Regions from separate parts of the Mus musculus genome. Here all the other regions are linked to region 4. Evidence: chromatin contacts called from public promoter capture Hi-C data. All regions are on one chromosome and are shown on one strand. Each heading gives the region's core, a stretch centred on a gene start, on an enhancer-like site or on the middle of the called end of the contact. The rest is flanking DNA. Distances are from core to core; before and after follow the strand shown. Region 1 holds the start of 5830454E08Rik (RIKEN cDNA 5830454E08 gene). Region 2 holds the start of Fyco1 (FYVE and coiled-coil domain containing 1). Region 3 holds the start of Limd1 (LIM domains containing 1). Region 4 holds the start of Ano10 (anoctamin 10).

Region 1 (6,640 bases), core at 2,343-4,842, 1.7 Mb before region 4:
TTGAGTTTTGTTTTTCTTTTAACAGAAAGCCAAGATGACAGACTTTGATCGTTTCAAGGTCATGAAGGCAAAGAAAATGGTAAGTCTTCAGATGTACATTTATATTGGCTGTAGGGTAATGAGGGAAGAGTAGCCAGTCCCTATTTTGTGGTGTTGTGTGTAATTGATGTTTATAGCTCTTGATAGGTTAGGGCCAGCAAGATTGCTCAGGGTAAAAGTAGCTGGCTTAATGACCAAATGAGTCTTGGAAATAATCTCTCTATAGTTTATGTGTGTGGAAGCAGTTTAATTTCTAACAATGGACATAAGGCGTATTGTTGTGTGAGTGTAGCAAGTGCTCTTCTGTGTTTTTTCAGAGGAACAGAATAATCAAGACTGAAGTAAAGAAACTTCAAAGAGCTGCTATCCTGAAAGCTTCTCCCAAAAAAGCAGCTGTGGCCAAAGCTGCCATTGCGGCGGCTGCAGCTGCTGCTGCTGCTAAAGCTAAAGTCCCAGCCAAGAAGGCCACAGGACCAGGCAAGAAGGCTGCAGGCCAGAAGGCTCCTGCTCAGAAGGCTGCAGGCCAGAAGGCAGCACCTCCTGCTAAAGGTCAGAAGGGTCAGAAGACCCCAGCCCAGAAAGCACCTGCTCCAAAGGCGGCTGGCAAGAAAGCGTGAGGCTACACAGAATAATAAAGGTTCTTTTTGACGGTGGTAAATCTCATGTGTGGACTCTAAGCTTGTCGCCAAGTGGGAAATAGACTGGTGGGATTGTAGATAGGATGGGCTACTTAAACTCATTCTACCCAGGCCTTAGTACTTAGCATACAGCCAGAGTCAAACTGATCCTTTATACAGGGGGTACCATGACAGTACAACAGTGTCGTTAACCCTAACAAATAAATTTCCCACCAACGGGTGGAATTCCTTCATTTTGATGAACCATAGTCGAGTATAATTGTTGAAAGATACGTGGGGCTGGGCTTGCCTGCCTCGCATGTGTGATACATTTGGCATTTCTTCTCTTTCCACAGCATGATTTTGATAATTTTGGATTATAAAACAGGCTTTGAATATTTCTAGGAAAGTGGATGATTGGAGAGAATCTTGGTCCTCACAAAGGGTGGACTCCTGAAAAGCAGGAAGTGTTATTTGTGAGAAGTGGGGGTGGATTACTTGCAGGGTTATTCCCAGCACACTGGGTGCTTTTGAGTCTTGTTGTCCACAGTTTACACCTGGACAGGTGGACACTGGAATACCAGGTGGGAATGACCCTGCATGGGGGGAGTCCTGTCATTGTCAACAGCATTTGTGGGCTCTGCGTCTACCCTGTGAAATAGCAGGTGGAAGATTGAGGGCAGGATTCAGGCTATTTCTAGGAAATAGTGCAATGTGGAGTAGTCCTCTTAGCCTTTGAGAAAGGGACGTGAGGCAGAGATGGGTGTGAACCTTTGAGGCAGCCAGGGACAGGAAGGTACAGGGCTCCTGAAGAGAATGGGAAGTGACAACTGGAACTGAGGTAGGTCATGTGATTAAAACAAAAACTGGGCCAGGTGTGGTGGCGGCACGCCTTTAATCCCAGCACTCGAAGCAGAGGCAGGTGGATTTCTGAGTTCACGGCCAGCCTGGTCTACAAAGTGAGTTCCAGGACAGCCAGAGGTACACAGAAACCCTGCCTCGAAAAACCAAAATCAAAAAACCCCAAACTGGTACTTCAGTTTAGCCAGTCCTGATTGGCTTAGTGGGAAGGAAGTTGAAAACACGTGTCTAGGCACTTACTCTGCTATCAGGAAGGTGGTGATCCCATATTTCATAAGCCACCTGTTCATGGGCTCATATTTAGGGATTCTGAGAAAGGGATTAAAGCATACAGACTGGGATAATTCACCCCACAGAATTTAGTAGGAAAAAGAGAGTCTGGCTTCATTAAACAGCACCCTCCCCACACCCCCCAGAGCATTGCCGGCAAGAATTCTACATGGTAGAATTGTAGATAGTCCGAAAGGTGGCCTGTTGAGGCTTGTGGGAAAGTAGACAACACTCAACTGTAATCTTGACATTTCCAGCCTTGCCACCCAGGATTCCTGGTCTGCACACGGGAGTGGGGTAGAATGGGTATTGTTTTGAACTAGCAAGTGATTTGTCAGGAAGCAGCAGTTTTCTTCCCAGGGCTGGGAATTAAAGGACTGCAGGAAGTGGATTTCTGCAACAGAGCCCATATCTAGGTATACTCAGGTTGGCTGCTGGCAGGAGGGCCAAGTCCTTTTGCACTGAAATGCTGGTGGTTAAGAACTTAGCACCTGGAACTGGCTTTACTGGTATAGCCTGAGGTAAGGGGACAGGGGAGGAGGGGACTGAAATCAAGGACAACAGTGCCTGGGAGCCAGCAGTTTCAAAAGCATGGTTACTTCAGTGAGGTATTTGGTGATTGGTTTTCAGGGGTATTTATGAAGGATTTCTTAGCGTTGGGACTGCTGTGGACTTGATAACTTTCAGGAAACAAGGTCTCACTTTGCTTTTCTGGCTTCTGAGCTCCAGGGGCCTGACTGACTTTCTTCTTTCTTTCTTCCTTTCTTTCTTTCTGCCTGTCTGTCTGTCTGTCTGTCTGTCTTTTGTTTTCGAGACAGGGTTTCTCTGTATAGCCCTTGCTGTCCTGGAACTCACTTTGTAGAACAGGCTGGCCTCAACTCAGAAATCTGCCTGCCTCTGCCTCCCAAGTGCTGTGATTAAAGGCGTGCACCACCATTGTCCGCCTCCAGGGGACTTCATGCTTTAGCCTCCAGCATAGGCCATCAACCACCACACACCTTGAACATTGTCTGAGGTAGGGCTTCTGGTTCCTGTCTAGGCCTTTGTAGTGCTAGCATTACAGATAAGTACCATCGTGTCCAGTAAGAAATAAGCTTTTCCTACCTTATCATTTTTACTGCTTTACCATTTTAAAGTTTGGGGTTTTATGCAAATGAGTTTTGCCAGCATATTAGGTCTGTGCCTCATTGTGGTGTCTGAGAATGTTGGGTCCCTTAGAATAGGATTGTGAGCCACCATATGGCTGTTAGAATTGAGTCTTGGCCCTTTGCAAGAGCAACAGGTGTTATTAACTGCTGAGTCTATGAAAATACTTTTCAGGATGATTTGTGTCTTTGTGGGTATATGCTGTGAGTGCAGGGTCAGGCAGTCCAGAAGAGGCCGTTAGATTTCTGGTGCTCAGTTGAGCCACCTGGTGCTGAGAAGTGACCGGCTAAGCTAATTTTCCGGCCGTATCAGCATGAGAAACTGCACACTGATGTCCAATCTTTATTTGTGGGGGTGTGATTTTTTTTTTTTCCCCAATCAATGTTGCTATTTAAAATTGGTACCAGAGAGATCGCTCAAGCGAATTTGTATAATTTCTGCCCGGAGCGGGCAACGCTTACCACCTGCTGCCCAGATGCGCACGCACCCAAACGTCTCAAAGCGCACCTCTCAGATCTTCAGAGCAGATGCGCGGGAGTCTGCGCAAGTGCGCAGGCGCCCTGAGCCACATCAAACCCCTCCTACTCCGCTGGACCGACAAGTGGTGGGGCGGTGTTATCACCGAGATGAGGCCTCCGGAACTCCTAGAGCGGCCGGAGTGCGCTCGCGCTTCCGGGTCGGGGCTTGGCCCTGTAGATAGTTCGGGCGAGTCGGACGTTGACTTACTGCGCCCGGTGCTGGGTCAGAAGTGCAACCTTCCTTCAGCGTTCCCAGCCTGCCACGAGTGGACAATCCGATGTTGCCCCCCCCTCCGTGCCCAGGGACGCATTGGGCCCCAGGAGGCGTCCCCGGGGCGCGGAGCATCATTTCTGTCCCCTCGCCGTCAGACACTCGTGCCTTGTAAGCGCGCAGTCTGCAGAGTGGAGACCTGCGTGGGAGGCAGGAAGACTTTGGATGGGGATGTCCGAGGAGGTTGGGGTGTCACAGTGGGAGATACGGAACCCACGCACCACAGGAGGCTATATTGGGAGTGGTGAGGCTTACGTTGCAGATGCTAGTGGAAGAAAGGAGAACCATGCCAGAACATCCCGTGAGTGTCTGCAAACGAGAGTCACCTGCTGAAGTTAGGAAGTTCATTATTGAGCTGGTTCTGGTGTCCGTTGCTAGTAGGATATGCTGAAGAGGCAGAAGCAGGAATATCAGGAGTTGAGGCCAGCCTGGGTTACACCTTGTGTTGGAGTACCTTCTGCTCTTCCAGAGGAACAAAGTTTGGTTCCCAGAGTCCCTGCGGAGTATTTCACAACCTCCTATCACTCCAGGTTCTTCCAGGGATCTCTGGGAGTACCTGAGTTTGTGTGGCGGACATTGACCACATTCATCCATTAAAACAAACTAAAACGTGTTGAAGAGTTTGCTTCATTCATTGTGGTCGTATTGTCAAGAGACCAGTATTCAGTGTGCGAATTTTCTTTCACTTCCCATACACTTATTTGTGTGTGTATACAGACGTGTGTGCCACAGAGGGTGTGTGGAGGTCACATGACTACCTTCAAGCATCAACTCTTCCACCGTGTGGGTTCAAGAGATGGAACCCAGGTAGTCAGGCTATGCAGCAAGTAACTTTACTCACTGAACCTTCTGGAGGAGGGGAGGGGCTGAGAACGAGGTTTGCTGTGACCTGAGGCTTGTGAGTGCCTTCCACAGACACTTTTGAGAGTTGAGTCTTCTTTTTTGAACTCTTGTCATGCGAACACACACACCATGTTTACACCTGAGGTGGCCTCGTTACCACACGGGTGGAAAAACCTTGGACTTGTTACGCACTTGATTTAAATCAGTTTTTTGGTCACTAAACTCAGAAGATGTTTGCTGTTGCTTTTGTGACTCACATTTAGTTCTGTGACTCCATTGGGGTCAGACCCATAGTTATAAAGATGTTCTTTCTAGGAAGCCAGAACACGCAAACTCTTTGAAGAGAGCTGGCTTTCTCGAGAGACAGGGACATATGGTTTGTAAAGCACTGACTTTTCAGAGCTCAGGTGCTCTACACGGTGTTTGGTGCTGGGAACCTGAAAAGAAGCTAGGGAGGAACAAATGGGGTTGATTCCCTACACTGCAGATGGGTGGAGTCAGGGTGAATGACAGCCAACACATCCCGGTGTTGGTGGAACCGTGGTCATGGCACGTAAACAAATCAAGTTGGTGCTGACTTCCTGCCCGCCTGTTGTCATGGTAACAGAGGGTCATGTGCAGGTTTCTGGGGGGTGGGGAGGTCAGGGTGGATTTACCAACAATCTTCAGCTGTGAACACCAAGCTATAGTAATGACCAGCTTGGCAAAATATTGTCCATGGTGCAACAGTGGGCTGATGTTGCGTGGGGAAACCAACTGCTTTCTGATTGGCTTTGAGGTTCTTCCCACAGAAGGAAACACATGCCTAGTACCACATGACCCACAGGTGGGTGTTTATAGGGCCCAGGGGGTGACCCCAACCAGGGGGTCAAACTGCCCTCTAAATTATTTATCTCTATAGACAGATTAGTGCAACGCTCAGACTGCATCAGAGGTCCTTTCTGCAGGGGACAGTGGTTAATGCTGAAGTTCACAACAGGCCAAACTGCAGGGAATAAGTGTGCTCAGCCACAAATGGTCATCTCAGTCACACTCAAGATTGGGACCATCATGGAGGAGTGTGGAAAGATTGTAAGAACCAGAGATCAGGGAGGAGTCTCTCACCCTGAAGAGAGTTTTGGACACAACAGAGCCTTTGCAGTCATGATCCCACAGTAGCTGTGGTGGCCTGCATATAACCTACATGAGGTCTCAAGCTGGTCTGCATTCTAGCATGGAGGAGGGAGGGGCTCAGGAGCTCCAGACCCCTAGCTGAGGAGCCACGGACAGTTGGTGCTCTCTCAGGGAGGGAGTATCAGTTTCTTGAAGGCTGTGGCCCCTGGTAGTCAACCACACCATGAACATATGACCAGTACAGATTGGGCGTGGAGATGCACACACATGACAAGACATGGGGGTCGGGTGGGGGTTGAAGGGTGGGTGTGGGAGGAGTTAGGGAAGGATCGGGAAGTGAATATTATCAAAATACTTGGTATGCATGTATGAAATTCTCAAAGAATTAATAGAAAATGCATTTTACTTAGAAAAGCCAAGTGGCACAGGAGTACACGAGGATGATCATTCCTTGAAGGGCAATCTGTAAATCCAGGAATATATTCCTTTCTGGTTGCTATGGTTACCAGGAAGAGAGTATTGCCTGGGTATTAGGCTGTAGATTGGAACGGCAGTGAGAGACCCCAGACCGTGTGGGTGGCACAGAGCTGGGGCTGCACATTTGAAAACGGGAACATTGGTGCATTGGTTTCTGGCTGTGGTGCTGGCTGCGATTCATGAGGGCTGGGGATTGTGGACTCCTCAGAAGCTCAGAGCTCCTCCTGTCTCGCTCAAGCTTGATCGGGAGTTTGCTGATTCAGTGGATGGTGACCTTTGAGGATGTGGCTGTGTACTTCACACAGAGTCAGTGGAACAGCCTGCAGCCTGCACACAACAGGGTCTGTACAGATATGATGATGGAGAACTATGGCCACAGGTGCCTCCTCAGGGATTCTGGGAACTCTCGAGATCTTGGGGTTGGATGCCTGTAGGAAGGACTCAGCTCCCCAACTTGGGAGGATGATTAAGTTGCTGGGCATTCC
Region 2 (7,020 bases), core at 1,880-4,379, 1.6 Mb after region 4:
CCTCAGGACCAGCCAAACCTTTATCTAGGAGTTATGGAAAATCTTAGAATTATGGAAAATATGTTTCTGTTGCTTAAGCTTAATTTGTGGCATTTTCTTGTGGTGGTCTAACAGGCAACACATTTCCCCAGTCAGTTTCCATTCCCAGATGTGTGGATCTGACAATATCAACCAGGCAAACTGGGTGGGGTGGTATCTGGAGTCTGGGTTCTGGTGCCCCTAGGAAGAAGCATGATAGAAATAGAATAAGGCCAAGATCCAGGGTGACTGAAGCTTGAGCTAGGAGGAATGGACAAGACACTCTTCCTTATTAGGTGACTTTTGTCAATTTGTACCCTGTTCAGGCTTTAAGACTGCTTTATATGTACATTATTATTCAAGAAATAATGTGATGAGGATCATGGTATGACTAGATGTACATTTAGCTCATGTTAAGTTACTGACCACTTTCCATCTTGTTTTTCAGGTGCAGTGTGGGGGAGGTGAACCTTTATCTTCCTTCACACAAAGTTTAAGAATTGTGATTGGAAAAAGGAGGGAGGGAAAATCATAGCTTCAGCAAATTCATTATAGCTTCATTTCACTTGACCCTCTCTGGTTCAACTGTCCAGACTTACACTGAATCTCTCTAGGAACTCATTCTTGGCCTAGCTCTAAGTATATGAAAAGTTTGCTTGGATGGTTCTTTTGGTCCAAGTTTTTTGGATGCTAAGAAATCACAAATATGATGTCCTACCTCAGGCCAAAGGTGCAGTACCTCAGGCTACTGGTTGGCTAGGTCAGCCCACAGATACTAAAACCAAACACTAGCCTACTCCATAAGTACTGTAACCAATTACCAGGCCACAGCATAGTCTTCAAAAACCACAGATTCTCCTACACCTTTCTACTAAACCATAATGTGCAAATATCCTCTTCTTGACACTGAAACCTGGACCAAAGGAAAATGGGCCTTTATTGCTGTTCAAATGCCAGAGTCTTATGAACAACAAGGACCGTTGGTGGCCACTATAACTAGGCTAGTTAAATGGCTCCAATGTCAGAAAGTGGATGATAATATTCCTCTTGCCCAACTGTGCATGGTCAGAGCTATGCTCCTAGGATGGTACAGACACTTCAGTTAATTTTAGTGATACATCAAAAAGTAACTAGAAAGCAGTGTTTTTCCATGTCTAAGCTCACAGAAACACCCCAGTTTCTACCCCACAATAACTTCAAATTAAGGTTCAAATGCTGTTAGAGAGAAGCAGGAACACAAAGTCACTCAGATGTCAACATGGTCACAAACAACTGGCCTCTGCTTACAGGTACCTCTAAGGTTAAAAACCTTAGTTATAACCCTTTCTGCTGCCTGGGAGATGCTTGTAGTGAATGTGGCCTCTAACTCTTGGGTTCCCAGTGGTTCCTGGCATGAGATCATAGGTAGTCAACACACTTCCTCTAGCTCACACTGCTACACCAGTCTTGAGTTTTATCTTGTTTTTGGAATCTCCAGAAATCAGAGGTGACCTGTCAGCTAACCATTCCCTGCAAAGGGAAGCTAGGACTAAGGACTGACACTTCTTGAGTACTCTGTGTTCTGGAGGCAGCAGGCCTCCAGCCTCAAGGACTAACATAAAACAAGACCACCAGATGTTTGTTATTGATGATTTTGCTATTACAAGTGGTGTCTTTTATCTCACTTCAAAGGACTGGGCTAAACACTTGGCACTTAGCCATGCTGGCTAAGGGGCAAAGGAACCTGAGACCATTTCCAAGTTCTAAACCAATTACAAAAATAAAGTAAAATATTAAGAACACACACACACACACACACACACACACACACACACGGTACTGCAGGACTCTGTATACGTTATCTATTTTCTTAATAAAATAAACAATTTTCAAGAAGTGATACACAAATATGAACATTAAACAAACAGATAAATTCTGTCTCCTAAAGCTATAGTTTTTTTTGTTTTTGTTTTTGTTTTTTTCAGATCCTTTTAGGTAAAGGAGGCTGACAGTCAGCCCTGGGCTGATTTCCAGGATAACAATCCTGGCCCATAATCAGTATTCTGCATTTCAACACAGCAGAACTGGTTGTCATAGACCGAGAGTGTCGGGGCAGCCAGGAGGTTGCAAAACTAAAAGTAGAAACCCACAGCTCCCTTCCCCCAACCCAGCAACAGCAGCAAGCAGATGGCAGAGGAATTAACCTGCTTCAGACCACCATTGCTGAGAGAGGCTGTAAGTAGATTAAGTCCTGAGCCTCTGCCCCATTTCTGTCTGGAAAGGAAACCACCTGTGTTAAGTCAAACAATCATAGGGACAGAAAGAAACAAGTGCTGTTTTTTCTGCAGGAGACAGCCCAGCCGTGGGAACTTTGCAGAGTGACACAGAGAATCATAGCATTAATAGGAAGCTACTTGACTTGGCTTAAGTGTCAACTACATGTTCTCTTCTTTTATGCAAATAGGATGTCGCTCCGCCCTGCCCCCCATCCGCAGCCCAAGCCTGGGTGCCAACAGGACAAGCTACCACACCAGATACATTCAGTCGTCCTACAGGTGTTTCCAGAAACTTGACCGCAGAGCCCCCTTGAACTATCTGAGCATAAGGGCAGCGGGTCAGGTCAGCGAAGATACAAAAGGAACAAACTGTGTCTCCTGGACCGAAGGGGCGTCAGGAGTCCTGCAGAGAGGAGGGTTTGGCTTTCTGGGGATCAAGTCCCAGTGCCCGCGAGAACTTCGGGGTTTGGCTGCTGTGCCAGGGGTTCGGGGAGAGCTGCCGAAGCTCCGCCTCACAGGGCGGCCCCCTTCTGCCGGCTCCGATCTTGGAACAGTGTTGAGGGTCTTTCTACGACCCCGCAGACAGCCTGCGTATTGGAGCTAACCTCTCTGGAGAGAGGGTTCTCCCGAGGCGCCCTGTGTGGGAGGGGACGACCCACGCCCCCACGAAGCTTCCGCGCCGACGTCCAGAAAGGCCCCAGTGTCCCCGATGCCTGTCCGGGCGCCTGCGGCACTTACACGCTCGTGGGTCCTCCGCTGGGCAGAAACGAAACTTTCTAGGGCCGAGCGGAAGAGTAGGCGAGCACAGAGCCGACTGCCATGAAGCGCCCAGTAGCCCCAGAGCGCGCGCGGACTACAACTCCCGGCATGCCTCACGGATGGCCTACAACTCCCGGCATGCTTCACGGATGGCCTACAACTCCCGGCATGCTTCACGGATGGCCTACAACTCCCGGCATGCTTCACGGATGGCCTACAACTCCCGGCATGCTTCACGGATGGCCTACAACTCCCATCGGGTGCAACTGGACGGTGGACGCTAACTACGACTCCCGGCATGTCTCACGGCAGACGTCACTTCCTGAAACTCGAACAAGCTTCGGATACCCGGAAGTCGTGTGTAGAATCCTGAACGAGTGCTGTTTACTGTTGTTAAGCTCATGCATTGTGACCGATTGGCTTTGAACTGTGCATGAGCTGTAAATATAAAATAATGTGCCCGATTCCGAAACCCCCCAAACAATCTGAGAATAATCTCATTAGTATTTTTGTACTATTACGTTTTATTTATGAAGCTAAAAAAAAATGAACTTAGTATGTACTGCTGGACCTAAGTTCTCAGTTTTTGTTTCCCCCTCATTAACAGACACTTAAAAAACAGTGTTTGAAAATATGTGCTAAAGAACTACCATGCTTAGCTTCCTCAGTCCCGTGTTTGCTTGTTGCTGAGTTGCAAAGCACCCTGAAGCCTGGTGCAATAGAACACTGCATTCCAAGTCCAGTATGGATGAACATGCTAAAGACAGGGGACAGTACATAGGAATGTCAGCCCATGATTAGGTTCGCTTCTTAGCTCTGGCTGGCTCCTCACACTGCCTTATTTTCATCATGTTAGCTAGAAATGCTTGTGTACCTTACAGGACTTAGCTAATAGTGGCATCTGCCAGACTTCAGCATTCCAGGTTCTCAGGATAAATTCATACAGGAAGGAAAAGAAATCTTTTAAGTTAATTTCATATTTTATACTGGAGGTATATGAGACAACATATTAACTTGATGGAGTTGTCAGTTTGTGGATGAGGATAAAAAAAACCTCACGAAGAGAAATGATTCCCCTTTCTGTTAACAAAGGAAAACAAAAAAAAGGGAAGAAGTGGGAGGAAATGACATCAGAAATAAAGATTTATCAATAGAGTGAACTAAGAAAAACTTGCTCTGACTACAGCCTGAACAGCTTTGGGATGTTAAGATTGAGAGTGTGAGGCATGTGGAAGACAACCTTGTGAAGGAATATGTGGGGTGGAGAGCACTGTGCCACAGAGTCCTGATCTGCTGTACATGGTGTCAGATCTAAGATGGCTCCCGGGACACCAGTGAGACAGCAAAAAGGAACTAAGGTCAAGACAGTGGCTGCTTCTGAGTCTTCACAAAAGTCCCTACAGGTGACAATGCTCGCCACACCCCTTCTCTCTGAGTTACCTCATCAGTCACAGCTTTTATTGGGATATGGTGAGATGTAGTAAGTTATGCTTGGCCAAGGATTTAGGGGCTTGGGATTGGCTCAAATACTGTATATAAGCTTATGTGCTTGGCAATAAATGCAGATCTGCACACTGATACTGATCTCTGGAGCTTTATTTACCAGGAGTTGTCACGTGACTCTGTCGCCTCTAAATGCCCATCCTCAGTCCTGTTCCCACAAAAGGGATTTCAAACACCCTTGTTTGAAACTTAGATCCCAAATAAATTTACAGAGAAGAGGAAGACAGGTCTCAAGCAATCATGGGTTATTTAAGGGCAATGATGTATTTTGAGAATTTCATAGACAATTCATCTGGAGTATAGTTAGATAAATTAAGATGACTATGACATCACTAGATGATTTAGTCTTAAGGGAGCACAGTGATATGTGGTCCAACATTGACCAAAATATTGTGCAGTAGATTATTGTATATATTAAAAACCTAATATGTCATACCCTAACCAAAAGCCTATATAATGTTATGTTTAAAACTCAACACAGCTCTGTGCTATAGGTAGGGTTCATTTCTGAACTTCAAAGATGAAATTGAGGCTTTTAGAAGAAAAGGAATTTCAAGCCCACCTGGCTAATGGGCAGAGATATAAACTAGGATGAAGTGTAAGGTGCCCGAGGGATCTCTAACCGACACATTGTAAGATATATGAAATGTTCATCTTCGTGTACAAAGGAAAGGAGGCCAGAAGAGGGCAATGGATTCCCTTGGAACTGCAGTTAAAATGGTTGGGAGATACCATGTGGGCTTTGGGAACTGAATTTAGGCCCTCTGGAGGAGTAGCCAGTGCTCTTAACTGCTGAGCCATCCCTCTATCCACTTGAAAGTTACTTCTTCTGGGTAATCCATAACTATTTTATGTCTTTTAATTTTTTCATTAATTCTTTAAAGTCTACTGTTATATGTTTTTATGTATTTATTTTTGGTTGAAAGAACAGGATCTGAGTTCTGTCTTTGGCCCTGGATGCAGATATAACAGTCTAAACTGCCCCAAAGGTAATAATGTTACCTGAAATTCTGGAGCATTCTGATGGAGTAACCTTATATTACCAGGGAAATCTGGGCCCTCTTTTGTGTTACTAGTTTTATTAATAAAAGAATTTAAGAAGTAACTCAGAAGGGAGCTTGAGGACAATTTTATTAAAGCGTCAAAGACAGACTCTAGGCAGAGGAGCTGTAAAATAAAAGATAAATCTCAGGCAGGCAGCTTCCTGAAGGAGGAAGATGTAACAGAGGAAAAATAGAAGCAAAAGGAAGATACTATGGAACAGAGGGCACTATAAAGATGAAGTCAAGGGTATGTGCTCATAAGCTGGAGAGATGTTGGGAAGGCAGAATCCACGGGACCTGGCTCTGCGAAAGGGAATGTGGTGCATGAGGAGAATTTAGCTCTGGAGAATGGTTAAGAGGGGAATGCTGGCATTATTATCCACATGTAAGGAAGTCATCTTTCTCTCAATCTGGAAGAGATGAAATGACAGGAATATTCAACCTGAATGCCTCTGTTAAGTGGACTTTTCTTATCTGGACCTTCTTGGATGGATTGGTGTCAACTGAAAGTTAGCAGCAATATCCTATTCATCTTTGTATTGTCCAAATAATTACTTAGTGCAGACAGTAGCACATATTGTATTTTTTCTTTCAGTTATGAGCTAAATATTTAAAAGCCAGCTTATGTGTTAGCAGCTGTTGCCAGAATATGGAACCATCTTTGTTGTTGTTGTTTTTTTGTTTTGTTTTGTTTTGTTTTGTTTTGTTTTTCAAGACAGGGTTTCTCTGTGTAGCCCTGGCTGTCCTGGAACTCACTCTGTAGACCAGGCTGGCCTCAAACTCAGAAATCTGCCTGTCTCTGCCTCCTGAGTGCTGGGATTAAAGGCATGCGCCACCACACCCGGCTCAGAACCATCTTCATTTTAGTGGGATTTTATGGTATAGACTTCATTGTGACTGTACTTATTTAAAGATGTGATTATTCTTGTCCTGAAGAGAGTTTTTTTTCTTTCTGTAGCTGCTAAGAATCACAGAGTCAGCTATCACCAAGGTGAAAAAAAAATAGTTTGGGGCAACCCTATGTACCAGCAACATCACTGCACAGTTAGCACATACTATAAGCTTCAAGCCCTCCTAAAGTCTAGAAATCCTTCTATTTAGGATCTTCTGACCATCACTAACAAGCAATCTATGTCTAAGTAAGAGAATAAATGATGAACTGAGTGCACGAAGTGTTGCTTTGGCTTGCCCAGCTGGAAGCCACTTCCCCATGGGTATCATGTCTTTCCTCCACACTCTGTAGTATCTTCAGTTATATTTTCCTTCCTGATCCACTTCTCCTTGTCTTCCTTTACCTCCCATAGTCATCTCCATGTGCCCATCCTCTCCTCTCAGTAGAAGGAGGGTCCCTCATATGTAAAGGTACCAGGGGAGCAGGGAACAGTGCTGGATGTCTTCCGGCACAGCCAGACCTGCTGGAAGAGATGTTTTAGGTGTCTGCG
Region 3 (6,375 bases), core at 176-2,675, 1.2 Mb after region 4:
AAAATAACTTTAAAACCTAGTTTTAGTATAATGCTTTATAGCAGTACTCACTCTTCAAATTTTATTGTGCAAATCGTCTTCCCATCCCACAGATGCCGTAAAACACAAATCTGGGGTTAGTAGTTTGGGGCTGGAGCCTGGAACTCTTCATTTTCAACAAATATCCTGAACCTTCAGAGTCTACAGGACAGTGAACCATTTTTGTGTTTATAGAATATAAGAATATAAGCACTTCCATATATATTATCTTGTTTGTTCCTCGTCACAGTTTAGAGAGATTTGCCAAGACACATATGTTCAACCAAACCCTGCGCATATACAGGTGTAATGAAGTGGATAACTGATTAGCTGTCAACCAAAAAGGGGCATGCAGACAAATAAACAGCTGGAGCTGACCCTCCATACCTAGAGCTCCACATCTGAACAAGGGCAAGATACTCAGGAAAAGAAAAGGTGTTTATGTTAAACACATACAGATTTCATTTTCTTGTCATGATTCCTGAAAGACAACAAAACAAAACCAAACAAAACTGCTGAGAACTATTTGCATAACATTTACATCTATTAGGTAGTATGAGCAGAGACCTGGAAACATTTAAACTAGATGGGAGAAAGCCTGCAGGTCAGTGACTTCAGTATCCCTGGATTTAAATAGTGTTCAAACCAAGCAGGAAACAAAGGGGTTGTGGGTGGGGGTAACTTTACGGGGAGGTGATTTTAGCTGGGAAGGAAAGAAGAGACACCAGAAGCTGATCAGCAGGCTCTCGGCAGGCACTAGGAAGTTCCATCCACCGGGAGTTCAGGCAGGGAAGGTCCCAAATCAGAGGGAGGGTAGGCGGGGCAGTCAGGCCTGTTTGTAGAAGTGAAGGCGGGATTTCAAAATAAGTCCGGAGTAAGCCTTGAGGGTTCAAGTTCAAGAGTGACAGGCCTGGGATTGGTTTTAGATCACGCTGGCGGCTGTGTGGGAAACGTAAACTATCCCCAGTCACCTCATAGGAGCTATGTGTGTTATCTAGAGCCATGGCAACCTGGAGTGGTGAGAACTGCTTGGGGTTCAAGAAACCCAGTAAGGACGACAAGCCTCTCTGGGCACACTTAGGACGTCCAACACAGATGCTCTCATTCGAGGGGACCCGAGGGAAGCCTGGCGCACCCTTGACTCTCCAGCAGCGGCGGGAAACTGAACAGTCCGCGGCAAAAGTACTGCGGGAATTGCAACTCTCTCCCGGTGCCCAGAGAGGGACGCCAAAACTCGGCGTGCGCATCACTGGCCTGCAGGGGGCGCCCCGCCCCGCCCCGCTCCCGCCCCGCCCTCCGAGCCTCCGCCCCGCCCCGCCCCGCCCCGCCCCGCCCTCCGAGCCTCCGCCCCGCCCCGCCCCGCCCCGCCCTCCGAGCCTCCGCCCGCGCCCCTGCGCGGCCCGGGGCGGGCGCAGCCGGCCAGCGAGCTCCCGGGACTGACGACCCGCGCGCTCACTTCCGCGTCCCGCCGCCGGCCGCCGCCATCGGACAATGGGCCGCGCGCCGCGGCTGCAGTGAGCTCTGCTGGATCCGGCCACCGGCCCCAGGCCAGGGGCTGCCCGGTGTGTTTGCAAGTTCGATTGTTCGACGTGGATGTGAGTTTACTTTTTTTCTGTGGACGTTCTCTGTCTTCTTTCGCCTGTTTTGGGTTTTGTGACTTGGAGAAGAGAACTTTTCTAAGCAGGCCGGGCACGGCTGAAGGCTGCTCTGCCCCCACGTGGACGCTCCCCGGGGGAAAAGAAGTCTGAAAGTAAACTTAGCCCCGCTGGCCTGAAGGCCTCAACTCTGGCTGGACTGTGAGTTTTGGAGTCATGACCTTCTTGCTGGGCAGGTGGGAATCTTTATCTGCCTTAGGCTGGACCTGAAACCTCGGCCAGCACCCAAATCTCCCCCACCACATTCACACCTTGAACCAGGGCTAGGCCCCGGACACTGATCTACAACATGGATAAATACGATGATCTGGGCCTTGAGGCCAGTAAGTTCATCGAGGACCTGAACATGTATGAGGCCTCCAAGGATGGGCTCTTCCGGGTGGACAAGGGTGCTGGCAACAACCCAGAATTTGAGGAAACTCGAAGGGTGTTCGCGACCAAGATGGCCAAAATCCACCTCCAGCAGCAGCAACAGCAGCAGCTCCTACAGGAGGAGGCCCTACCTAGGGCAGGCAGAAGCCCGGTCAACGGTGGGAACCGTCAGGGTGCGAGCGGCAAGCTGGCTGCAGATGGGGCCGCTAAGCCTCCTCTGGCTGTGCCAACAGTGGCACCTGGATTAGCTACTACCACTGCGGCCGCGCAGCCCTCGTACCCATCTCAGGAGCAGAGGATCAGGCCATCTGCCCATGGTGCAAGGCCTGGCAGTCAGAACTGTGGTTCCAGGGAGGGGCCTGTGAGTTCCCAGAGACCTGCTTTACACGGCCTGAGTCCCTCCTGTGAAGACCCTTCCTGCCTCACTCACGGAGACTATTATGACAATTTCTCTTTGGCAAGCCCACAGTGGGGTGATAAACCTGAAGGGTGCCCCAGCGTGAGTCTGGGTGTAGGAAGTGGATGGCCTGGTTGCCCAGGGAATGACTCCACATTGCCCAAATCCTGTGGAGACCATCACCCTTACCAGCCACAGCTCTCCACAGTGTGCTCTGGCAGGTCTTTTGAAAGTGGCATCAGTGGCCAGGACGGTGGCATTGGTGGCCATAGCAGCGAGAAGCCAACAGGCCTTTGGTCCACTGCCTCCTCTCAGCGAGTGAACCTCGGTTTTTCTTCCATGGGCTTGGAGAATGGGACCTCCGCTCAACCCAAGGGCACAACTGTTTCAGCACCGATGGTCCCTAGCAGCGCCAGCCAAGGAGCTTGTCCGAAAAGAGATTCAGGTCTGGGATATGAGGCTTCAGGCAGGGTCTTCAAACCCCTTGTGGACACTCAGCCTTGGCTGCAGGATGGGCCCAAGTCTTACCTCTCAGTTTCTGCTCCATTATCCTCGACAGCTGGCAAGGACAGTACCCAGCCAGGTATGACCACCGGGCTGGATCCTAAGTTTGGATGCGTGGAGTCTGGCACTAGTCCCAAGCCCAGCCCCACCAGTAACGTCCATCCGGTAATGTCCACTCCATCTGAGTTATCTTGTAAAGAGAGTTCTCCCAGCTGGTCCACTGACAGTAGTCTGGAACCTGTGCTCCCAGGGAGTCCCACCCCCTCCAGGGTGAGATTGCCCTGCCAGACCCTCGCACCGGGCCCTGAGCTTGGACCCTCCACTGCGGAATTGAAGTTGGAAGCCCTCACCCAGCGTCTGGAGCGAGAGATGGATGCTCACCCCAAAGCGGACTACTTCGGTAAGTAAGATGCTTTGGAGTTGCCTGTGGTGGAGCGATGGTGTCCCCACCAGGATGCTATTATTTCTCCTTCCTCTTTCAGCTACTTCTGCTCCTTTAGAAACTTGAAAGCAGCTGCGGGCAGAAAGCAGCCTTTTGCATATGGGAGTTACCCATGTGAGCAGAGTGAAGCAGGGTGGGATTGCTCATAACTGCCCTCAAAAAAGGGAAATGAAGCTGGGAGGTGGTGATGCTCGCCTGTAATTCCGACACTTGGGAGGCAGACGCAGGAGGATCTCTGAGTTCGAGGCCAGCCTGGTCTATTATAGCTAGAGTTCCAGAACAGCCAGGGCTACACAGAGAAATCCTGCTTTGACCAAACCAAACCAAACCAAATCAACAAACAAAACAAAACAAAACAAAAAAGAGGGAAATTCTGTGAGTTTGTGTTTCAAGGGTTTGAGGTACCACCTCAAGCTTCTTGCAGTGACTGGCTTGAGCTGACCAAATTTGTGGTTGTTCTACATGGTATAAATGTGTGGGATGTGTGGCTTTTGTTTCTTGTCTTCTGTTCATATGGTGGTTCTGCAGGTAGCCATGGACCAGCATCATATCTTTGCCTAGATGCTGGTTACAAAAGGAAATCATTAGCCCCTCCCTGGATCTGCTGCAGCAGGAGCTCAGGGTAAGATCGGAGAAGGAGAGAGACTTCTGCAGGATCACGATAACAACTGGGCCAGGTGCCTCTTGACTCAGTCCACACCCAGCACCAGCCAGCAGCAGGCGATACCCGAAGGTGTGACCTGACACAAGGTGAAGGTGCTTCTCCAGGCTTTTACCCAAAGTTGCAGATTTCATTCTCTCTTCTAAAAAAAACCCACACACTCTTTACAGACGACTGGCTTCGACTTTTTTTTCTACACGATGTTTGGAGGCAGCAAGAACGTGGCTGTATTCCTTTGTTGAAAACAGTTGCCTGTCTCATGGGAGCGGGTGGCTTGGAAAGACAGCTTGTGTTTAGGAGTCTGTGGCTTTTTTCATCTTTTAATTTTCTCTCTCTCTCTCTCTCTCTCTCTCTCTCTCTCTCTCTCTCTCTCTCTCTTTCTCTCTCTCTCTCTCTCTCTCTCCATTTTTGGCCTCTTGAGTAGTGGGTTCATGATTTCTCTGAAGTCCAAGTCCTCCCAAATGGTGGCTTCACCAGTAGAGGAGGCCGGGACACGGAAGACCCTTGAGGGAAAGATGCTGGCTTTTCCCACTCTCCAAAAGAACCCATTTTTCCTGAGGCCTTAGGCGGGTCACCAGCCCAAGGAGATGGGCCATGGGCAGATATGCAGTCCATAGTAGGACTAGGATCTGCTTAGTATGAGCAGCTCTGGGAACTAGTGCTCACGACACTCAGCAGTCAGAGGTCATGGTTGCTATTAACTAGTTTCTTCTTAGATTTATTTTATTTTATGTATTTGAGTGTTTTGTCTGTGTGTATGTATGTATAGCACATGCATGTCTAATGTTGGTAGAAATCAGGAAATGGCATCAGCTTGCCTGAGATTGGAGTTACAGGTGGTTATGAGCCCCCATGTGGGTGCTGGGAATTGAACCCTGGTCCTCTGCAAGAGCAACAAGTGCCCTTAACTGCTGAGCTACCCCTCTAGCTCCTTGTTTATTTTTTAAAGCATAAAGCACTATCATGTTGTGAACTGTCCCATCTTGTTTGCAAAGCATGGCCTTGAAAAATAATATTTAGCTGGAGATGTAGTGGATCCTTTAATTTAAACTTATTAAGTTTTTGATTTAAAGCTCATAGAACAAAAACATCTATTCGGGGGCGATGGTTTACGTTTGTCATCAGAGCAACGATATTGACCTCTACTCTATTCATTCAGCCCCAACCACTGGTCACCTGTCTGGGTTGTGCTCTGGGCTAGGCCTTGGGAATACATGGTGGATAGACAGTGCAGTGCAAGCAGCAGGAAACGAGCAAGTACTAGGGAGAGAAGTACTAGGTAGAGTATGAGGATGAAGCCTTGGCCTGTGGGTGACATTACTTGTTTTGAACTGGGTCATGAAGTGCGGTCTCAACTGAGAAGATTGCATTTGGGCAGAAGCTTGAAGGACAGGGATGGCAGGACCACTGTGTATCTCTGTAGGGAAAGGGTGGGGTTGGTGGAGTTTATGCCAGGGGAGTCTGCCCTGTGGCTGCTTTGATGGTAGAGTGTCTATCTCTGACTGATCATGTGGCAGGGAAATTCCTCCCTTTAAGGACTGAGCAGGCAAGTTTTAACAGACCATCTGCTTTCCTAGGCAGCCCCTCCCTTGACTATAAAAAGAATTGACTAGACCTCATAGGCCCCCTCCCTAGGTCTCATGGCACTTGCAAAATTCAGTATATATTAAATCATGGTTACCTTTTACTTCCAGGTAGAATATTATTCCATGGCACAGCACTTTTGCCAAAGGGAGCTGAGGTATTCTCTCACTATCAGTCAATAGAATTCTAGTTAGAAGAAGCAAAAAAGACTGATGTTTGGTTTGTTAGCCTAGCCTTCCTGAGCTAGACTGAAGAGGTCTCTTGAGCATCTGTTCTGGGCGAGCATTTGGCTGATCCCCTTCATGGCCAGTGAGTGCTGTTGGATTCTGAAGATGTCCAGTTTCTGGGTATTTAATGGTTTTTGAATTTTTATTAACGGGAGAGGGGTAGGTGGGCACCATGGTATGTGTATGGAGGTTAGAAGAAAATTTGCAGGAGTCAATTCTCATTCCACCATGTGGACCCTGGGGACAGGCTTGGCAGCAAGTGCCTTTACCTGTTGAGCCATCTTGCTGGCCCTGGTTTTTGATTATTTGTTAGCTCAGCACTAAAGGTACTTCTGCCCTTCCAGTCTCAGCTTCATGAGTGGTGTGACTGTGGACATCAGCTTGCATCTGGTTCGTTTATGTGTCTAGACCGGCCTTATTTCTTTCCACTCACCCCACTGTGACGCTGTGTTCTCTGGGACTCTTCGGTGGCTCTTTCTTGTCCATGAGGAAATAAGATTGTGCATATTTGTGAA
Region 4 (6,917 bases), core at 2,031-4,530:
CACTCTGCTTTTAAGAGATTCTTAGTGGGATTCCTATGTAAATCAAAAAGTTAAGGCACTTAGATGACCTCATCAGCTCTATTCTGTGACTGGGTGGTGATGTGCTTGATACAGAGTGTGATTAAAGCTGTTCTGTTGCAGAGATGGCTCAGTCAGTAGACTGCCTGTCATTCCAGCATGAGGACCTGAGTTCCATCCCCAGGACTCACATTATTATGCTGGGTATCAAAGCATAGGCTTGGATTCCTGGTGCTGGGCAGGCAAAGCTAAGTAGGGCCCTCCAGTCAGCCAGCCTAGCCTAACTGATGAGTTTTCAACCAGTGAGGGACCCTGACTTAAAAACACAAGGTGGAGAGTAACCGAGACATCCCCTGAGGTTGACTCCAGCCCTCTAAACATTCACACAAGAAAGAGTACCCTTTTTAGTGTGTAATTTACTCAAATAGCAGCTTGTGTCCACAGGAAATGAAAATAAGCATCCTTCCTAATACACAGCATTCAAGAGATGAATTTAAGGAAGATGTTGCTGCCTAGCAAGCTTGCTATACTGCACAACTCCATACTTGGTCATCCTGTCTGGGAGGACGCCTTTGTTAAATGCTAAGGACGTACACCATAGGTAAGTACAACAATGGATCCTATCACAAGTGTGAGACTGGTGTGCTCTACTGAGATCTGCAAGTCACTTAATGGAACTGTGTCAGGCTGCTTTCCTGTGTTCACTAATTGTTGTACTGAGACCATACAAGGCTCAGGGAAGCTGGCACATGAGAACTCTAATGCCTTTGCAGATAACAAAAAAACAAAACAAAACAAAACAAAAACAAACAAACAAAAAACAAACCCAAATCATTTCAAAATAAAAATCTTTTATTTCCCCAAATCCCTTATTTTCCCCTTTCTAATAAGTATGTATAAAAACTACCATGTATTCCAACCATAGCTTCACATCACAGGTAACACTGTCTCAGAGCTTCTATTGCTCTGATAAGCACCACAACCAAAAGCAACTTGGGAGGAAAAGGGTTTTTTGACTTCCATCATCTGGGAAGCCAAGACAGAAACTCAAAGCAGGAGCTGAAGCAGAGGCCATGGAGGGTGCAGCTTACTGGCCTGGTCAGCCTGCTTTCTTATACAACCCATGGCCACCCGCCTAGGGCTGGCTCCACTGGCCGTGGACTGCACACCCCCACCCCAATCAATCATCAGTCAAGAAAATGCCCCACAGATCTGTGTACCTGTCAATATGGTGGAGGGATTTGTTCAGATGAGGATAGTTTGTGTCAAGTTGAAAACAACAACTACAAAAAAAAAAACAAAAAAAAAAAAACAAAAATAAAAACAAAAAACAACCAGGACAAACAGCATTCTGAGCTGGCATCTTCCAAAAGCAGGTGTTACTGTGTAAAAATGCAGAGAGCTACAGACAACCCATGTATATACTGTGAGGGACTAGCTCAATGTAGCATAGATGGCATTTAAACACTTACTAATATACTTGCCTTGATCAGCCCTAATTCTTCACCTCCAAGCATGCATGTATTAAACACATAGCTGAAATACTATTATTATTTTAGAAAGAAGTAGCTGGTTGTTCAGTGTGAATATTTAGTGATCAAGGAAAATGATAAATGAGAAAATGTTAAGTTGGAAAAAGTCACAAATTAATATTAGAATACTACCCCATTAATTATATGTGTATTTATATACACAAAAGGAGAGAATTGACTCCCAGAATTTGACCTCTGATCCCTACACACATTCCATGGTATGTGTAAACCCACATGCACACATACAATAATATGTAAAAAAAAAAAAAAACACTTTTAAATATACAAATTAGGAAGAAAAACAAAATGCTACTAGAGGTCATAGGGTTCTGAGCATTCCTACAGGGCATTTATATTCTCAACTTTATCCTCTTTTCTGTGTTCCAACCTTTCTAGTTTTCCTCTTTACACACTCATACACACACGCACACGCAACCACACTACAGTCTATCCAAATGCACACTCGTTACAGTTTACCAGGCCTTGTCTATGCCTGTCTGATATTCTGCATCTCTCATTTCTCATCAAGAGGACCTAAATTTGGACTCCAGCACGCAGTAGAGTGCTTCTGTAATCCCAACTCCAGGTGATATGGGAGACAGAGACAGTAAAACCCTAAGAAGCCATAGGGCTGAATGGCCTGGAACAGGCAGCACAGCAGCAAAAATGAAAAGACACAAAGACATCCTATCTCAAACACGGTGGGAGGCAAGGGCCCACACCTGTGTCCTCTGTCCTGTACAAGCCTGTGTGTATCCGTTTGCCTGCACTCACAATAACACGAACGCACAGACAAAAATTTTTAAAAACCAAAAACCAAACCAAAGCAAACCAAAACAAAAAAACCCCAGAAAACAAAACTATATGCCTAGTAAAGTCACAGCCTCTTTGTCTGTGTGAGTGCCCTCGGACGTTCATGCCAGGTAAACAGCAAGCATCTCCCTCCCAGTTTACCCTGGTTAAGGGATGCACGGTTGCATTTAAAATTGTTTAAAGACAGAAAGAGTCCTTAGAAATATCTAGTCCTCTAAGGTTACTGTGACTTTAAATGGAAACCAGGCCACTCACAGTGCACCTGAAACTTTTAAAACTGCCGGGATTCGATTACAACATCAGGGTTTAAGGGATTGCGATTCAACTGTGGAGTGGGAACAAACTTGAAGAGACTTCAGTCAGACCGTCTACGCACCGCCTCAGCTATGGGAAAGAACAAACAGGGTTTCGGGTAGGGACAGGGCTCTGCACCCTTCACTGGAGTCATGCGACACCTATCACGGAAAGCGCACAATGGGCCCGGTCAGAAACCTCAGACCGGATCTGTTCACAACCCTAGAGAGACCGCGAGGTGTGACACAATCAAGGCTACCGGGCACCTTCCCCGAAGTGTCAATCAGAGCAGCCCGACACCCCGGGATCCCATGGTCAGTCAGAGACGGCCCTGCTCCAGGCCTGACGCAAATCCAGAGCCGGCCGACATCCCCCTGCCTCCGCCGGCTTTCACACCCTTGCGGATCTCCAGCCCTGACCAGTGCTTCCGTGGCTCTTTCCCTGTCGCGGGGGGGGAGCATCCCCAGCGGGCCCACCACACGGACTGCGCCCCTCCCCACTCACCGGCCGCCCACGCGGCGTCCTCGGGGACCGCGGGAGCGGGGAGAACCAGGCCCGCGGCGCTAAGGCGGACTGGATACACGACCGGGGCGTGGCGCCTTGGCCGACAGGAGGCGTCAACGACCGGGAGGGGCGGGGCCTTCCGGCTGTCACTCGGCGTGGGGGGCGGGATCACCGTGAAAGGGGCGGTGCCTTAACAGTTGTAAGTCCCGAGGAAGGGGGGCGGAGGTGTCAGAGTGAAGCTTCACTGGCTGACCCTCGGGAGAGGGGTGGGGCCGCGACGGAAGGGGCGGGGCCATGAAGGTTCTCATTTTGGTGGGATGTGGTGGTGCTGCATGGGCGTGGCCTCATCAGCTGTCGTTGTAGAGAGACATGTTAAAGGCGGGGCTGTGGCGAGTGGGGTGGGGCTTGGGTTGCTGTCACTCACGGCAGAAAGGGAGCCTCATCCGGAGGGGTGGGGCCTCGCTAGCGGTCCTCGTGGTGGTATGGGTGCGGGCTGGGTCTTGGCTTTGCTGGGTAGGGAATGGAAGGGAAAGGATAAGGCTCCTTACGCTTTCCTTTTCTTAATCTCTTAGACCAGAATCCAGACACCTGCCCACCTCTACCCTCTACCGTCTAGCCTCCACCCTCCACACCCTTCCAGTTTTTGCCTTCCTCCAGGGGACAAGGCCTTCACCCCAACCCCTGGGGGTGTTCCGGTTTGGAGGTTGTCCTCCTAGCCCCCTCTCTGCCTTAAGGAGCAATTCTTGGCTGGTTTTCAGCAGAATTCTGAAGCTCTCTTCTCTCTGAAAACCAAGGCAAATCTTTCAGAACTTTAACAATTAGAGTCAATTGACGACTCAGGAGACTTGTGGGTTTCAGTTGGAGAGTTCCAATTTTCTCAGCCCCTGAACTTACATTCATCCTTGCATATAACTTCATTCTTTGGTATCTGATTGGAAATGTTTGAAATTTTTTGAAAAACAATCATTTTAATGGAATATCTATTAAATCCTTTTTGCTCAGATAGTCTTTATACTGGAGATTAAACCCAGGGCCTTGTGCATCCTAGGGAAGAGATTATCCCAGCCCTCTTGGGAGTAATCTTATCACAGCTGAATTAACAAAATTTAGTTAAGCTGTGTTGGTGGCCCACACTTTTGTAGTCTCAGATACTCAGCAGACTGAGGCTGGAAGATCACTTGAACTGAGGAACTAGAGACCAGCCTGAGCAATGTAGTGAATCTCCATCTCAAAGCAAAGTACAAGATGTGAGCCTGAGTCATGGTGCCATGCCACTTAGTTTTTGTGAACCTGACACACCAATAGTTGCCTGAGAGGAAATCACATTAAGGAACAGCCTCCATCAGACTGGCCTTTGAGCTTGTGTGTTGGGGGGGAGGGGGGGTAGGGAGGAGCATTCTCTTGATGATGTGGGAGGGCCCAGCACACTATGGGTGGTACCATCCTAAGAGGGTGGAACCTGGCTGTTTAAAAGAGCAGGCAGTAAGCAGCAGTATTCTTCTGTAGTCTTTGCTTCAAGTTCTGTCTCCAGGACCCTGCCTTGAGCTCTTGACCTGGCTTACCTTAATGATGGACTATAAGTCAAATAAGCCCTTTCCTTCCCACGTTAGTTCTGGTCTAAATTTTATTGGAGCAACCAAAGAAGCAGGCTAGGACAGGCATGTCTTAGTTATTCTTTGCTATGTAACAACCCCCTTTGCAAGGCTCCATGCTCTCATGTTCCCAAGAGTCCTTCTTTCCAGTTGCTTCCTCTAGAACAGTGGTCCTCAACCTGTGGGTTGTGGACCCTTTGGAGGGCTCCAATGACGTTTCACAGGGGTCACCTAAAACCATTGGAAAACATGGATATTTATATTATGGTTCATAACAGTAGCAAAGTCACAGTTATGAAGTAGCAATAAAATAGTTTCATGGTTGGGGTCACCAGAGCAGAGGGGCTGTGTTAAAAGGTTGCAGCACTAAGAAGGTTGAGAATCACTGCTCTAAAAGGACAGTTTTTCTCTCCCTGTCTTAGGCGCCAGCTTCCTGAATAAACTAATCTCAGGAAAGCAGTCGGTACTTCACCTCGCTTTATCTTGCTCACTGTGGTTGGAGTTGTTTCCTGATCATTTCTGATTGTTAGCTCTCATTTCAGCCAGGCTTCAGATCAAGAGAAAAAGGAAAAAGGTATCAGAGAGAAAGGAAAAAGACAAAACGACAAAACCAAGAGGAAGCTCACTACCCTGCACTGATCTCTCTTCAACTTTGGGGTTCCCCGTCCAGTCCACTGCTGCCATTTACTTCATTGCTGGTATATTTTGTCAGATGTTTTAACAATAAGAGTGAGACACAGGGCGTAGTGGGCTTCCTCCAGTTTGATCAGAAATGGAACCTATTTATCCAATTAAAGAAGGTTTTAGGGGCTGAGAAGACCTCAGCTGGTGAGGTGTTTGTGGTAGGACTTGAGTTAATCCCCTTCACCACAGGAAAAGATGGGAGTGTAGCACCTGCTTGTAACCTCAGCACAGGCAAGGCAGCACATGTATGATACCTCAGCACAGGGGAGGCAGCACATGTATGTAACCTCAGCACAGGGGAGGCAGCACATGTATGTAACCTCAGCACAGGGGAAGCAGCACATGTATGTAACCTCAGCACAGGGGAGGCAGCACATGTATGTAACCTCAGCACAGGGGAGGCAGCACATGTATGTAACCTCAGCACAGGGGAGGCAGCACATGTATGTAACCTCAGCACAGGGGAAGCAGCACATGTATGTAACCTCAGCACAGGGGAGGCAGCACATGTATGTAACCTCAGCACAGGGGAGGCAGCACATGTATGTAACCTCAGCACAGGGGAGGCAGCACATGTATGTAACCTCAGCACAGGCGAGGCAGAGACAGAAGGACCCTGGGGTTTGCCAGACAGTCAAGAAATTCCAGGTTCAATGAGAGCCTGTCTCAAAAAATAAGAAAAGGTGAGTGATGTTGACCTCTGGCCTCCACAAGCACACACACAAACACACACACACACACACACACACACACACACACACACACGACAAGTCCCTTCCGCTCGACTCGAGCCCCGGGCTACCTTGCCAGCAGAGTCTTGCCCAACACCCGCAAGGGCCCACACGGGACCCCCCACGGGATCCTAAGACCTCTGGTGAGTGGAACACAGTGCCGGCCCCAATCCAATCGCGCGGAACCTGAGACTGCGGTACATAGGGAAGCAGGCTACCCGGGCCTGATCTGGGGCACAAACCCCTTCCGCTCGACTCGAGCCCCGGGTTACCTTGCCAGCGGAGTTGCCTGACACCCGCAAGGGCCCACACAGGATTCCACACGATATCCTAAGACCTCTAGTGAGTGGAACACAACTTCTGCCAGGAGTCTGGTTCGAACACCAGATATCTGGGTACCTGCCCTGCAAGAAGAGAGCTTGCCTGCAGAGAATACTCTGCCCACTGAAACTAAGGAGAGTGCTACCCTCCAGGTCTGCTTATAGAGGCTAACAGAGTCACCTGAAGAACAAGCTCTTAACAGTGACAACTAAAACAGCTAGCTTCAGAGATTACCAGATGGCGAAAGGCAAACGTAAGAATCCTACTAACAGAAATCAAGACCACTCACCATCATCAGAACGCAGCACTCCCACCCCACCTAGTCCTGGGCACCCCAACACAACCGAAAATCTAGACCCAGATTTAAAACCATTTCTCATGATGATGATAGAGGACATCAAGAAGGACTTTCATAAGTCACTTAAAGA

Evidence for each region. Promoter capture Hi-C pulls out the DNA fragments that hold promoters and counts their contacts. Capture Hi-C pulls out chosen DNA fragments and counts their contacts.
Region 1: a contact with region 4 is called in a promoter capture Hi-C map of pre-B cells, with 5 times the contacts expected there. The contact joins the promoter of 5830454E08Rik here to the promoter of Ano10 in region 4. A contact is called at or near these places in 2 of 39 promoter capture datasets (liver and pre-B cells) and 1 of 484 Hi-C or Micro-C datasets (CD4 T cells).
Region 2: a contact with region 4 is called in a promoter capture Hi-C map of pre-B cells, with 3 times the contacts expected there. The contact joins the promoter of Fyco1 here to the promoter of Ano10 in region 4. A contact is called at or near these places in 3 of 39 promoter capture datasets (the C10 cell line, cranial neural crest and pre-B cells).
Region 3: a promoter capture Hi-C map of liver shows a contact between it and region 4, with 3 times the contacts expected there. The contact joins the promoter of Limd1 here to the promoter of Ano10 in region 4. A contact is called at or near these places in 2 of 39 promoter capture datasets (hippocampal neurons and pre-B cells), 2 of 115 datasets of contacts at active chromatin or transcription factors (large pre-B cells and pancreatic cancer cells) and 1 of 9 other capture datasets (liver).

The regions. Positions count from the first base shown.
Region 1 is chr9:120,573,739-120,580,378 of GRCm38.p6, forward strand. It overlaps 5830454E08Rik (RIKEN cDNA 5830454E08 gene), which reads left to right and starts at 3,593. Exons shown (of 1, transcript NR_073359.1): 1 at 3,593-4,335. Rpl14 (ribosomal protein L14) reads left to right here. Exons shown (of 6, transcript NM_025974.2): 5 at 26-79; 6 at 357-915. The coding sequence ends at 656.
Region 2 is chr9:123,848,770-123,855,789 of GRCm38.p6, forward strand. Fyco1 (FYVE and coiled-coil domain containing 1) reads right to left here and starts at 3,130. Exons shown (of 18, transcript NM_001110253.2): 1 at 3,012-3,130. It overlaps Xcr1 (chemokine (C motif) receptor 1), which reads right to left. Exons shown (of 2, transcript NM_011798.4): 2 at 3,546-7,020. The coding sequence ends at 6,910. It overlaps Gm51700 (a long non-coding RNA gene), which reads left to right. Exons shown (of 2, transcript XR_003948283.1): 1 at 1-2,232; 2 at 2,462-3,194.
Region 3 is chr9:123,477,276-123,483,650 of GRCm38.p6, forward strand. It overlaps Limd1 (LIM domains containing 1), which reads left to right and starts at 1,426. Exons shown (of 8, transcript NM_013860.2): 1 at 1,426-3,346. The coding sequence starts at 1,963.
Region 4 is chr9:122,291,143-122,298,059 of GRCm38.p6, forward strand. It overlaps Ano10 (anoctamin 10), which reads right to left and starts at 3,281. Exons shown (of 13, transcript NM_133979.3): 1 at 3,162-3,281. It overlaps Gm26797 (predicted gene, 26797), which reads right to left. Exons shown (of 5, transcript NR_168548.1): 4 at 5,226-5,300; 5 at 4,768-4,984.